Regions from separate parts of the Arabidopsis thaliana genome. Here region 1 is linked to region 2. The links are chromatin contacts, called in public capture Hi-C maps. All regions are on one chromosome and are shown on one strand. The core of a region is the stretch at or near the end of the contact, and the rest is flanking DNA. Distances in the headings are between cores, read along the strand shown.

What was found. Capture Hi-C pulls out chosen DNA fragments and counts their contacts.
Region 1: a capture Hi-C map of seedling shows a contact between it and region 2, with 1.8 times the contacts expected there. The contact joins the promoter of OSM34 here to the promoter of MPK5 in region 2.

Annotation. Positions count from the first base shown.
Region 1 is chr4:7,022,560-7,029,919 of TAIR10.1, reverse strand. OSM34 (osmotin 34) reads left to right here and starts at 3,696. Exons shown (of 2, transcript NM_117234.3): 1 at 3,696-4,201; 2 at 4,454-5,068. The coding sequence starts at 3,807. The coding sequence ends at 4,793. SR (serine racemase) reads right to left here. Exons shown (of 5, transcript NM_117233.3): 4 at 7,034-7,294; 5 at 6,602-6,920. The coding sequence ends at 6,668. It also overlaps the pseudogene AT4G11642 and AT4G05905.
Region 2 is chr4:6,890,628-6,897,402 of TAIR10.1, reverse strand. MPK5 (MAP kinase 5) reads right to left here and starts at 5,477. Exons shown (of 6, transcript NM_117204.7): 1 at 5,088-5,477; 2 at 4,704-4,833; 3 at 4,496-4,633; 4 at 4,087-4,419; 5 at 3,807-3,990; 6 at 3,120-3,730. The coding sequence starts at 5,260. The coding sequence ends at 3,558. It overlaps AT4G11340 (Disease resistance protein (TIR-NBS-LRR class) family), which reads left to right. Exons shown (of 6, transcript NM_117205.1): 3 at 131-198; 4 at 1,164-1,686; 5 at 2,692-2,764; 6 at 2,935-3,195. The coding sequence ends at 3,195.

The DNA.
Region 1 (7,360 bases), core at 2,447-4,946, 130 kb before region 2:
TAAACCCTCTACCCTTAACGGTTTGCACTAAATCCTAATTTACTTACCCTAAAATTAAACCCAAACCCTCAACCCATGATCTTTCTCCACTAAATCTGAAACCGTAAAAACAAACACTAAACTCATACAAAAAATGGTAATTTTACCGACCAATAAAACACATTTAAAGTAAATCAAAGACACAAGTGTCCATTGATGACTGTCCAAGCGGTCTAGTCCATGTGGTCATCTAGTGACTTACGGGGTTGTTTCATTTCAATACACAAGTTTATACATGAACAATAATCACCAATTCAAACGCCAATTCAAAGTACATCATCGTTCATTTTTCTTTGACCATTTATTCACTTGTGTATGGAAACTCCCATCATTATAACCAAAATTGTATACTAATCCTAAATATAACAAGAAACATATATACTTATATAGTGAATAGAATGAGCACAATATCCATGTTTGCTTCTGAATGGACAGATTCTCTTGGATGACATCAATAAGTAAGCATCCAGCTAACCATATTTGTTTGTTCTATCATCTATGGTCACCAATCATTTGAATTAAGTTGAATTCATGGATGCACAGTACGTCCGTTTGTGATATAATTTAATGTAGTGCAAGGAATCATCTGCAAAATTGAATCAAAGAGAATATAAGATCAATTGTTTCATTTAACAATGTATAAATGGACAGTGACTTAAGATTCATGCAATGAAAAGTCAAAATCTAATCAAGACATGACAATTACTCTGTGAGATCTCGTTCACGCATTCTTATGTAAAGCTCAAAAGCAAACTCGTATATCCCATGAGACATATTAGCTTTTTGAATCGAGTTCCACAAACGCAAATCCGACAACAAAACAAGAGAAACAATCTCAAAGACGTTACAGGCATCGAGGACGAGTCCTCACCGAGAGTAAACATATATGAGATTCGCAGCTAATGACCCAGAACAGAAGATGAAATCGGATAAAATTATTTGGGCATGCACTTACCTGCATTGTTGAGCCGTCACGCATAATCGAAGAAGATGGTGGAAGTAATGGAAGAAGGATTGATCATTGTCAGTCGTAAGGGAGTAGTACGAGGAAATTGAAACGGTATTGGGAGGAGAAATCGATGTGTATTGACATTGAGAAGTGAGAAAGCAACAATTATGAAGATGGAAACAAACAGAAATTGTAAAGTCGTCGTGGGGGATTGGGTGAGAAAGAGAGGTTTCTTACAAATTGATTTTCGTTTAGAAATTAAAATTAAAGAATTGAACCGAAATTGGTTTGAAGACAAAATGGACAATTTTTATATTAGAAGTGCCTTGTGTTTTGAAAGTGTCGTATCTCGGAAATTGTTTGAGAAAAGTGTCTTAGAATGTAATATTCTCTATTTATTTAGTTGGAGTAGTTGTTAATTTATTAAATTACCCATGCAAAAAATTCATTTAGTTAATTTTAAACTACCCTTACAATGTTGTAGTTCACACGATACTTCCCAATTAATAGTATAGATAATAAAAAAGGCAAGATAAACACAATAATATACTATATACAGTACTTTAATAAAAAAAAAAATTTGAAAATAAATGTCCATAATACAACTAGAAATAAGAAAGATGATGACCTACAAATATTATTTATTTGCCAAGTGAAACATATTAAAAACTACATATTTATATATAATATTAAGAAAATTAGATTATTTAGTTTGGTTTAGTTAGAAAATTTTAAAAAATCTTGAAAAAAATATATTTTAAATATATAATTTATTATTTAAAGAAAAATAATTATGACCCTCGTAAACAAAACTTTTGGCTGCACCACTAGGATGTATGTGTGCCAATAGATGTCACATGATTTTTCAAGACGAGTATCATCGTTGAAGAAATTTTTGGAAAAAGTTTTGAATATACCAATGGTTACTACGATGATTATTTTTAAGAAAATCAATGAATAAATTTGTTAAGTATGTTGTTTTGTTCACATTAATCTCTCTGTATTAGGATAAATTATTATTTACACACCGTTGTCCAGTGGCGGAGCTAACTCATAACCAAGGGGGTCAGTTGACCCCATAACATTTTAAAATTCTTATTTACATGCTTATTTAATTGGTATATAATGGTATATTTTGGCTTGATTCATCTCAGCTGACCCCTATGACTCATGTTAAACTAATATTTGACCACCATAATAAACTTTTCTGGCTCCGCCACTGCCGTTGTTTATGGACAAAATTAAAACGTGAAGTTGAAATTATGAATTCGTAACATTCATTTTTTTAACATCTACGTATATTACTTTCAAACAAAAGATACAAACATAATACAAACCATCAAAACACAAAATAATAACAAAGAATGATAAAATAGTAAAAGTTATGCTTACGTGTGAAAAATTTTACTCGCTAAAGAATTAAGAAATCCATTACTTTCCTTCGTAATTGGGCAATGGGCTGCACCATGTTTTCAGTTGTTGGACATCTGAACCAATCTTGTGATATAACTTCGAAGTCCCAAGGTCCAAGTATTTACAACTTAAATTAGTAGATCTCTATACACTCAAGTCTCAAGATGTTCTCTACACTATAATTAAGGACTTGCATTAGAATTTTGTTCGTTCGAGTTGTAATCAAGCTGTTGATCGGCTTGCTAAGAGGGTTTTTTCCTCTTCTCTAATTGTTTTAGAAATATAAATACTTCTAGATTGGTTGACGATATAAAATATATCTTTGATAAGAAAATAAAAATAGTAAATGTCCGATAGAAAAAATTTGAAAAAGTAAGTTAGTAAAATGTCCACATCAATATACATGATAGTCATCGAAACTTAAAAACTACAAAAAATTTGGACTATATAATAAGAAATGCCCGGTAATCTCAAATGATATTTATCCTTTTTTTTCAACAACAAACTTATATTTATACTATTTAACGAAAATAATAAAATTGACATCGATATTTCATCATTTATCTCTCTAATATAGTACAATTACTTAAATTAGTGTGCACCACGCATGATCGTTATTTCGTGCACGAATGAAATACTTGATATAGTTGTGGTTATATATGTTTTATTAAATTATAAGGAAGCAACATAGTCAGACTGTAAGACTTGTGAAATTACATGTGGATACAAAATTGATTAAAGAAAGACAAAATCTTGAGGAAATTCTCCATCAGCTCGATCGTGAATTGAAGATCTTCAAACTTGTTCTTTCAATGTTTTGCTTCTCTTATCCAATTGAAACTCCAAAATTAAGTGTGATACCATTTACCAAATCTGACACTTTAGTTCTTTAGTTCGTAATCTCAAATCTACTTCAGCTCGTAATCCCACTCAATCTTGATTTGTAATCTCAATCAAAATTAACAAAAGTTTTGTTATCTTTTTTTTTTTTGATCAAAATTAGTTTTCTTATCATGCATTTAAAATATGAATTTTTTAAGCTATTTCAGTATTTCTCTTAGTTACAACTTAATAAGGTTGTATCTAAAATTAATATTGATTTGTTTTATAGTATTTAACTATAGTAAAACAGCAAAGTCACTTGTAGTGTCTCCTAATTCTACACCCCAATCTAGAAATAAGACTTATGCGCAAGTTAGCGCAAGCCATCAAACATAGTCAAGCCGCCCCAACCTATTAAAATGATTAAAGCATATTAACATTCATCATCTAGATAACTTCAAAAATGCAAATACTAATTAAAAAATAAAATAATCAAACTAATACGTAACCATTTACCTCTATATAAAATCCATAGTAATATTATCAATAGATCACACATACATAAAAGTAGTAGAACTAAAAAATGGCAAACCTCTTGGTCTCTACTTTCATATTTTCCGCACTTTTGCTCATCTCCACCGCAACAGCCGCCACATTCGAAATCCTAAACCAATGTAGTTACACCGTGTGGGCTGCCGCAAGCCCTGGAGGTGGCCGACGTCTAGATGCTGGCCAATCATGGAGGCTAGATGTCGCGGCGGGCACTAAAATGGCACGGATTTGGGGTAGGACCAATTGTAACTTTGACTCCTCAGGTCGTGGCCGATGCCAAACTGGTGACTGCAGTGGTGGACTCCAATGTACTGGCTGGGGACAGCCACCAAACACGTTGGCTGAGTACGCTTTGAACCAATTCAACAACTTAGACTTCTACGATATCTCACTTGTCGATGGATTTAACATACCTATGGAGTTTAGGTAAGAATATCACCATTATCGTTTCACAAGTTCTACTTAGTTTTTGCTTTATTCATAAATTCGAACTCCTAAACGTAAAAATCTCTTGACATTTAACATAATATACAAGCGTTAAAATCATTTTTTCTACTATGCAAGAAAAAAAAAGATAATAAAAAAAGAGAACAATTATATTTCATACTTCTAAACGTTTTAGGTTCTTACACGACTCGATAATGATTTGTCTTTCTTATTTTGGCGTGCTATCTCCAGCCCAACTAGTTCGAACTGCCATCGGATACTATGTACCGCAGACATAAACGGACAATGTCCAAACGTGTTGAGAGCCCCAGGTGGATGCAACAACCCGTGTACTGTATTTCAGACGAACCAATACTGTTGTACGAACGGTCAGGGATCATGTAGCGATACTGAGTACTCAAGATTCTTTAAGCAGAGATGCCCTGACGCTTACAGCTATCCACAAGATGACCCGACTAGCACTTTCACTTGCACCAACACTAACTACAGGGTCGTGTTTTGTCCAAGGTCTAGGCTCGGTGCTACTGGATCCCACCAGCTCCCGATCAAGATGGTCACCGAGGAGAATTAATAGACTCGTATCTACTGTATGTGTGTGTGTGTGAGGGTGTACGTAGATATGCGTACGTGTGACGTGATCATATATACGTTACCATAAACACTTAATGGATTATAATAAGGCATGCAATAATAATTACGTTAGTCGACCCACGTATAAGTTGGACTTATTTTTCTCTTTCCGATCAATTAATGTAAAAATAACAATTTCGCTTCGATACAATGAAGATCATTCTTGTATTTTTTACTATATGCTTGAAATAAATATGCTATATATTATTTAGAAAATTAAAATATTCTTTCTCCCAAATAACATTTTCACATTGAAAAATATAATTTTTTTCATTTTTGTGATTGATAATTTTCCGAAAATCAAGTTTAGAAAAAAGAAAATTATGATTTTGGATTACGTATACTACAAAGAAAACTTTATGTTCCAGTATAGTAGTATTTGGCAAATATCTTAAAGAAAACATCTTAATTTTTGTTTGCAAGATTTTACATTGGAATCTACTGAGCTCATTTATTGTTCTTGTGTTGGTTTGAGTTTGCGAATATACAGAAGAAACACAAAATCTAGTAGATCACTAACTTTTTCAAGTCAAAATTTCTATAATTAATTATTGATAAAGTTGGATAAACTGACTAATAAACAATATTATATCCTTAGACAATTCAATGTCTAATTGCGTGTGTAAAATCATGTAGACCGATTCGTGGCTGCTTTCGGGAGAATTACGTTTAGTGAAACTAAATATTTTAGCATCAGGAATTTGACTTTTAGGTGTAGTTGAGTTTAACATTAATATTGATCGGTCTCCAATGAATCAATTAAAGATTGGACGTAAAAGTATATACCACAGAATATACAATTCCTTTAGTAGACCTAAAATTTTACATATGAAAAGTTCCAATGTAAGATTTTGTTTACTTAAATCAGCAATTTTGTTTTCTTTTATCATCAGGTCCACTGTATATTTTCTCAAAACCTGTCCAGAGTAAATTAATGTATGCCTAAAGCAAGAAAGCTTTTTGAGTCCATTTATAAACACAACTGACTAAAAAATCATTAATATTGCTAGGATTGAATCCAAACTCTGCATCTTAAATGCAAGGGCAAGGGACTCTCCCACTACAATAACGTAGACTTCTACGACATCTCACTTGTGGATGGATTTAACATTCCTATGGAGTTTAGGTAAGAATATCATCAAAATCTTTCATAATTTTGTTTTTTTTTCCTAAAAACAAATGGAACATAAACCTACAAACCTAAATTTTCTGCTCGAGAAAAAGAAAACAACAATCGAAAGTCTATTTTAAAATGTTTTGAATCGATGATGATAGTGTTTTGTTGGTGTGAATTGTTTCCAGCCCGACAAGCTCGAATTGCCACCGGATAATATGCAATGCAGACATAGAAGGACAGTGTCCAAACGACTTGAGAGCCCTGGGCGGTTGCAACAACCCGTGTACGGTTTATAGGTCAAACCAGTACTGTTATACGAACGGACAAGGTTCATGTAGCAGCACTGGGTTCTCAAGATTCTTCAAACATAGGTGTCCCGACGCCTACAACTATCCACAAGACGACCGAACAAGCACTTTCACTTGTAGTTCCACTAAACTACAGGGTCGTGTTTCGTCCTTAGGCGCTAAGCTAGGTGCTACGGGACTCAAAGCTCCCGATTGACCCAGGTAGTTATTTGGTTACAAAGGAGCATCAAATAATTAAGAGTAGAGATTCGTCTCTCTCTTGTATGTGAGTAAGTGTGTACGTAGATATGAGTACGCATATAATCATAAGATCAACGACTTAATGGATAATACAGCCATTCTCATTGATATCTAAGGAAGTCGTGAAAGAAATGCAATAAGCAAAGGTGTTTATTTTGAACTCTTAAATGAATCCCATAGAGAGCCCAAATCAACATTACCTCCTGAGAGTACAATTCCTATGTTTTTGCAATCACGACAAGAAGGATTGTTGCGGAAACTGTTTGATAAAACTGCTGCAAGGCCAATAGCTCCACTTGGTTCCACAGAGACCTTCAGTATCTCATAGCACATTTTCATGGCTTCGATTATTTCACACTCTTCCAAGGTGACAACATCATCTACCAAGTCCCTCACCACCGGCCTGATAGCAAAAAAAAAATGTTTAGAGAAGGAATGATACAGAGTTTGAGAAATTTTCTGTTCTATATCTGCTTCATAGACATGATCCCTATATACGAGTAAGAAGTAGATTACCAGGTTAAATCTCCAAGAGAAGCTCGAAGGCCATCAGCTATAGTATTAGTCACAGGTAAAGTGATGATTTTACCAGCGACCTTAGACTGAGCCGCATCATCAGCTCCTTTTGGTTCAGCGGCTATAATCCGGATACTAGGCTTAATAGATTTGGCAGCAAGCGCCACACCAGATATCAAACCACCCCCGCTTATCGGCACAACTATAGCATCAATCTCTTGGATTTGCTCCAGCAGTTCCAATGCAATTGTACCCTGACCACTGTTACAAGAACCATAATCCAACATTTCAGTAAAATCACTAAACAGTTTCACCAATAACGCATTT
Region 2 (6,775 bases), core at 4,228-6,727:
AACGGAAACACCTGAACCTCCCTTCACCAGTTCTCCGTTCATAGTGTATGTATGAAATAAAATCAGTTTCTTTCTCAGCACGTAGATTTACCTTGATCTAAGTATCTTTCAATGTTTGTGCCTTTTATAGAGGAGCGGTAGAGATACATATTATGGTGTTGCTAGTGGAAGCTGCTTGGTTTCTTGAGTCGCTGACAGGTTAAGTAGTTAGGACACATGCCAACTTGCAACATTGGTTACATGACAAAATAAAATTATAAAAATTGTTTTTAAATGATGTTTGATGGTATTGGACCGTTTGTGCGGTCGGATGTTCTCTTTTCAATGTTTTCCCCGACATATTATAGGCAACAGACGATGCAATGACAAAAGATGTGTTTAAACAATGTTCGAGATAATTGCATATCGAACTCATGTAAAATATATCTAGGTCGAGACACATACGTTTACGCAAGTTTGTGACAACAGAAGAAAAACAAAAAATTCTATTCTACTAGAGATATTTTTATAAATCAATATGTCTACCAAAGAAACATATTTTTCTTCTCCCAACATTTTTAATATATTTTAATGAAAATTTTCTTGCAACATTATGTAAAATCTGATTGATTTTCCTGGAATTTTCTTACGGTTTAACGAGGTACATATATTTAGATAGTTGTTAATTATATGTACCAAGTGACTTGCCAAGAAATAGAAAGACATAGTCAAAGTCAAGCATCTATATCGGGTTTACAATTTACCGAACATACTAATTAATATTTTAAAATTGTAGTTAGTAAGCGTAGTTAATCTAGTTTTCCCTGATGCATCATAATATTTGACTATTGAGGTTAATAAAATGTAATGTTATACGTAAGAAAAAACAATTACGCGTACCTAACTAGATATCTTATCATATATAAAATAAATCTGTACGTAAAGTTTAAAATTTCTGAAAACACCGACCTTTCCTTATTGGTTTACTAATTCCAGATATATCGTACGTTCAAGACCGGGGAAAACATATATCATGTGAAATTTCATGCAACTTTCATTCTATTTAATATTACAAATTGTAACATTTAATTTGAATATTCAACATTACATATGATTATAAATGAGAGTCCCGAGACCATTTCTATTGTGCTACCAAAAACACAAAGACTAAAGAATGGATCAAGAGAAGGTATTGGCCGTGAAGGGCAGAGCTCCGCCCCAACATCAAGTGTTTGTAAGTTTCCGAGGCAGCGACGTTCGCTATAACTTCTTCAGCTTTCTTAAAGACGCATTGATAAAGAATGGTATCAACGTGGTAACGGACGAGGACGCACCTAGGGGAAAACCAATCGATGAGAATCTTTTGAAGCTTATAAAAGACTCGAGGATCGCTGTCGTGATCTTCTCGGAAAACTATCCGGAGTCCACTTGGTGCTTAGACGAGTTGGTGGAGATCGAGAAACAAATGGATCTTAAGATGCTTGATTCTTGTCCTATCTTTTTTGAGGTTGAGACTTGTCACGTTAAACTTCAGGTCGCAAGAAGTACTTTCAACTACAATCTACTGCAGTTGGAGCACGATGAGCGGAAGAAAGCTAGGCAGATTAGTAAGAAGGCTTGGGAGGATGCAGAGAAGAGATTCGAAGGATGGAGAAAAGCTTTGATTTCGGTCGCGTCTCGCTTGGGCTTAACATATAAGAAGGGGAGGTTTGATTTTATTTAACTAATCACTATGTTTTTAGCTTTTAAGGAATCATAGATTAACTAATACTGAGTGGAATGCATTCTTAGTTAATATAGTTAATTCGTAAATCAATATAACTAGAAAATGATTGGAACCATATTTTTAAAATGTCAAAATATCACAGAAAAGCAGTGGTATCTACATATACATTTTTGCAGCTATTTTGTGAAATAAATCCTGGAGTTAAGATTTATTTACAATGGCTGTCACTGACTTTTAATTATTGTTTTTTTTGGTAATAAATTAATTAACAAACGAAAAATATTCCAAATATATTCTAATCTCATATGTCATGCAGATTTCTCCAAAATCTGAACTAGATTTCAGCAACTATTTAAAACAAAAAATGTTTGACAAACCAAAATACAATTGCAATCCCTTAAAATGAGCAAAACACACCTAAATACATTCTTTATCTATACAATAAATCTTATTTCTCCAAAATTTGAGCTAGATTTTGGCAACTATTTAAAACAAATATTTGTTTGACAAACCAAAATACAATTGCAATCCCGTAAAATATTTATTTTAATTATATATTTAAATTAGCGGTGTACCGCGGGTTTTTTACGGGACGGATTTGGCGGGACGAGTTTGACAAGACGTTATTTAATAACAATTGTAAACTATAAAATAAAAATATTATATAAATAGATTTAATTTGCAAACTTTAATATATACTAATTTAAAAATAAAATTGTTCTCGCAGTATACCGCGGGTTAAAATCTAGTAAACAATACATTCTCCAAACCGAGTTAAAAATGAATGTATTGAGTATTGACTATGTATAAACAGTATTAAATCTTTTAATATTTGAATGTTAGATTCCTAATATGTGGAAATTAGTCTTTATAACTTTCAAAATCTTACGTACTAAAAATGAGGTCATTTAACAGTAGTTTCTTCCATTTGCGACATTGTTATCATACTTATATGATTTGTTTTCTTTCTTACTTTGTTTTGGAAGCAACCAAGCAACCTTCGTAAATGAAATCGTCGAGAAGGTTAAGGCAATGCTTGACAACGTTTCCTCATCACACGTACGTAATCCTATTAAATCAAAAATTATGTAGTTCTAGAATTAGAGAAATTGAAATATTGCCAATGACAAAGAAAAAAAAAAGGTGTGTACAAAAGAACATACTGTATGTTAATTATATATATATAATTATTGTATAAATCTAGTGGCTAATCATTGTAAAATCTCTAGATTACGCCGCAACATCAAGTTTACATAAGTTTTCGGAGTCGAGAGATCCGCAACAAGTTCTCCAGCCTTCTTAGAGCCGCGTTACGAAGGAGTGGGATCAACGTCCTTCTAGATGATGAAAATATCACTCGAATAGAGTCAAGAGACGAAGTTGATAGACTTTTTTGTCGAGTTTCGAGAGTGAAGGATCGAACTAGTGTTCATTACCAAAATTTGCAAGAGCTCGACGTAGTGCTTGAAGAAACTGCTGGAGATGAATAAACACATCGAGTTTTTCCCATTTTCTACGAGTACAATCCAAGTGACATGATACAAGTCTAAACAAAGATAGCTTTTTAATTTAATTTCTTGAGTTACAAGATAACAACATGATATGTAGAAGAAACAGAACACTATCTAAGACATCCTGATAATAAGAATGGACATAACTACTAAAGATATGTCTTGGGTTACAAGGATCCTTATAGAACAATTTCTTGAGTTGCAAGACAGCTTTTTTAACTAGTGAAATAGCTTAAACAACGATCAACATGAGATGAAGGAGAAACAGAGCTTAAACACTACTAATTTGTTTTGCTCAATGTCAGAGTATAAAACTTGCTTTCCCCTTCTTAAATAATGTTTTAAATGCTCGGCAGAGGATTGAACTTCACAGATTCGAGCCACACAAGCTCCTTTATCTCTTCTTCAGTGGAAGACGGATCCTCAAAATGGAAACTGAAATGGTTGGAACAAACAGGCTCGTCGTTAAGGTCGTGAAGAGCTGACAAGTAAGGATAACACAGTGCTTCCTCAACTGCAAAACAAAGAGTATGATCAAGGATTCATCACCCATATGCCAATCTCGCTATGTACAATTTTTCTCATCATACCCGTGATACGTTTTACTGGATCAAACACGAGCATTTTCTCTAGTAGATCGATAGCTGTAGAATTCATACTAGGAAACCTAGCTGAAAAGTTTTGTCTTGGGAACTTAGGTAGCTCCTTAACATATTTTCTCGCGTTCGCGCTTCTGAGAAACTCTAGACTCGCTCCATCAGGTGATCCTATCAACTACTCAACCACATGAAACAACTCATAAACACATTGCAACACACAAATAAAAGTTTCCAACATTTGTACAGATCTTTCTAAAACAGAACATCATACCTCAGTGATAAGTTTAAGCTGATGAACGTAATCCTTCCCCGGGAAAAGCGGTTCCCTTGTCATAATCTCAGCAAATATGCAACCAACAGACCATACATCAATAGCAGATGTATACTCAGAACTATTAAGAAGCAGCTCTGGTGCTCTGTACCATCGTGTTACAACATACTCTGTCATATACTCTGTTTCTGATGTAGTCCTTGCCAAACCAAAGTCAGTAATCTTAAGATCGCAATTCGAATTCAAAAGCAAATTACTCGGCTTAAGGTCACGATGTAAAACATTTGCTGAATGAATATATTTGAGTCCTCGTAGAATCTGATACAAGAAGTACTGCAAAAGAAGAAAAAGTGAATCACTTGTGATTAAATCAACCATAGTATCAAATATAGCAGAGTAAAAACCGTACCTGACAATGATCATCATTCAAAGATTGGTTTGATCGAATAATCTGATGAAGATCAGTATCCATTAACTCAAAAACTATATAAACATCAACGAAATCTTCCTTCTTTGGTGGTCTAATGATATCTTTTATAACAACAACCTGTACAAGTCAAGACCACATTAGCTAGAAACTCTAATCGTTTACCGCGAAAATAGAGTACAAAACTTACGTTCTCGTGTTCTAAATGACGAAGTAGCTTAATCTCTCTCAATGTTCTCTTTGCATCTACTTTATTATCAAAGGCTTTACCTATCTTCTTTATCGCAATCTCTTCGTGTGTCTCCGAATCTACTGCAGCACTATAACAATAAACCAATACTCTCATGAATCATTTTGCTTATACATAAACACAAACACAAACAAATCATCAAATTCATTCAATTTAAACTATGATTTTGAAGACAGAACCTTTCTTAAATCCAAAAAAGATCAAATTTTGCAAGCAACCCTAATTCAAAAACCTATACCAATACTTAGTTCTTTATCTAATTAGGGTTACAAATACTAAGTAAGAAACAAGAATATGAAATACACAAAAGGGTAGAAGTTGTACCAGACAAAACCGTAAGCTCCTCTACCAATAGGTCGAATAGGAGGAACATACTTATTAGAAACTTCAAACAAGTTTCCATAAACATTGTATTGAAAATATCTTCCTCCATGAACAAGAACTCCTTTGATGTTAGTATCACCTAAATCTGTCGCTGATTCAATTTCCTTCGCCATTTTTTTCAAATATCGAGATAATACAGAAGAAACCCAGAAAATCAAACTTTGAATACAAGATTTTTGGAGATGAGATCGATTCGATTCGTCTCTGCAAAATTAAAATAATGATTTTGTTGAATGTTGAAAACTTTGAAAATCTAAGGAGATAGAGAGAGACGCGTCAGAGGACAACGACTCTTTTTCATTAGTTTGAATATTTTGAATAGGTCAAAACGTATCGTCACATGTCCATCAGCCACGTGTACTTTGTAATAAATACAGATGGGTAAACGTTTGGGCCTGGCCCATCTATTTAATATAGAGAGAGGTATGCTATCAGCTCTGGTCTATGTTATGAGGCCCACGTAATATGAAAGTAAGAGACCTTTTCCTTTTCACCTATCAATACACATCTCTCACTAAAGGAATTCTTCGCAACAGATACTGAGATACAATACAAGTTGGAGTTTAATCTCTCCTCTTCTACTTGATGATTCTCATCCAAAACTACATACTTTCATTCTAAGGTATGTATTCCATATAATCAATTCATACTTTGTGGTGCGAGCGTAATGGTAGACGTCATGGTAACTCTTCTGTTCCTTCGGCCAAGCTTGCAAGTATTATCGACAAGAACGTTAGAAACCGCTCCATCAGCACAATTTGGATCTCGGGAAACTCGGTTTATGAAGAGGGCCTCCACTATTGGTTCCACACCCGTATTCCATAGATTCCTTCAAATGTTATAGTCTCTTCGTTTTCAAACTTTCAACTCAAAGTCACATTCATTATACAATTTTTTTTGGTGAATATCATATTATTCACTTAATATATCAGTAACATCTTATATGTACATATAACAGTTGACATATTAAACCAATATCGAATAGAATGTTATCTTTTACTTAATATATTAATTTATACTATTCACCAAATTGTCATTAAAATTACGTTTTGAACTCTGGAATATCGCGAGTTTACCAATTTACTCATAATCTTCAACTTTTCTATATAAAAAAAAGAAAATTAATATGGATCATATTATACGAGGTTTCTTTTGATAACTTAATCTTTTGAGTCAAATTTACGCAGAACCTAAATATAATTAACTTGTGATGCTCAAACTACAACCCTTAAAATACCCTAAATTGTTCAATATTTTCCTCGTAAAATACCCCATATCTAACTCAAATCACTCGCACTTACACATCAAATATGACTAGGCCGACACAATATAATATATATCCAATAATTACATGTTATTTAATTGGTACGACAATCTCCGACAACGATACCATTACCAATACCAATCTCTTTTAGCCATATTCATGCTAAAAGTGTAGTGGCAGATCCAATTCACTTTTATTATTGATCTTCTCCACTGATTGGCTTAATTTGATGTGGCATTCAATTAGATTAATTAGATCTCCAACATTATCCATGCTTTATAACTCATGACTCACGTGACTGTTTTTTTTCCCTCAAGTTTTGTTTCGTTTATCTTCACAATATTTTTAGATATCCTAAATTGAA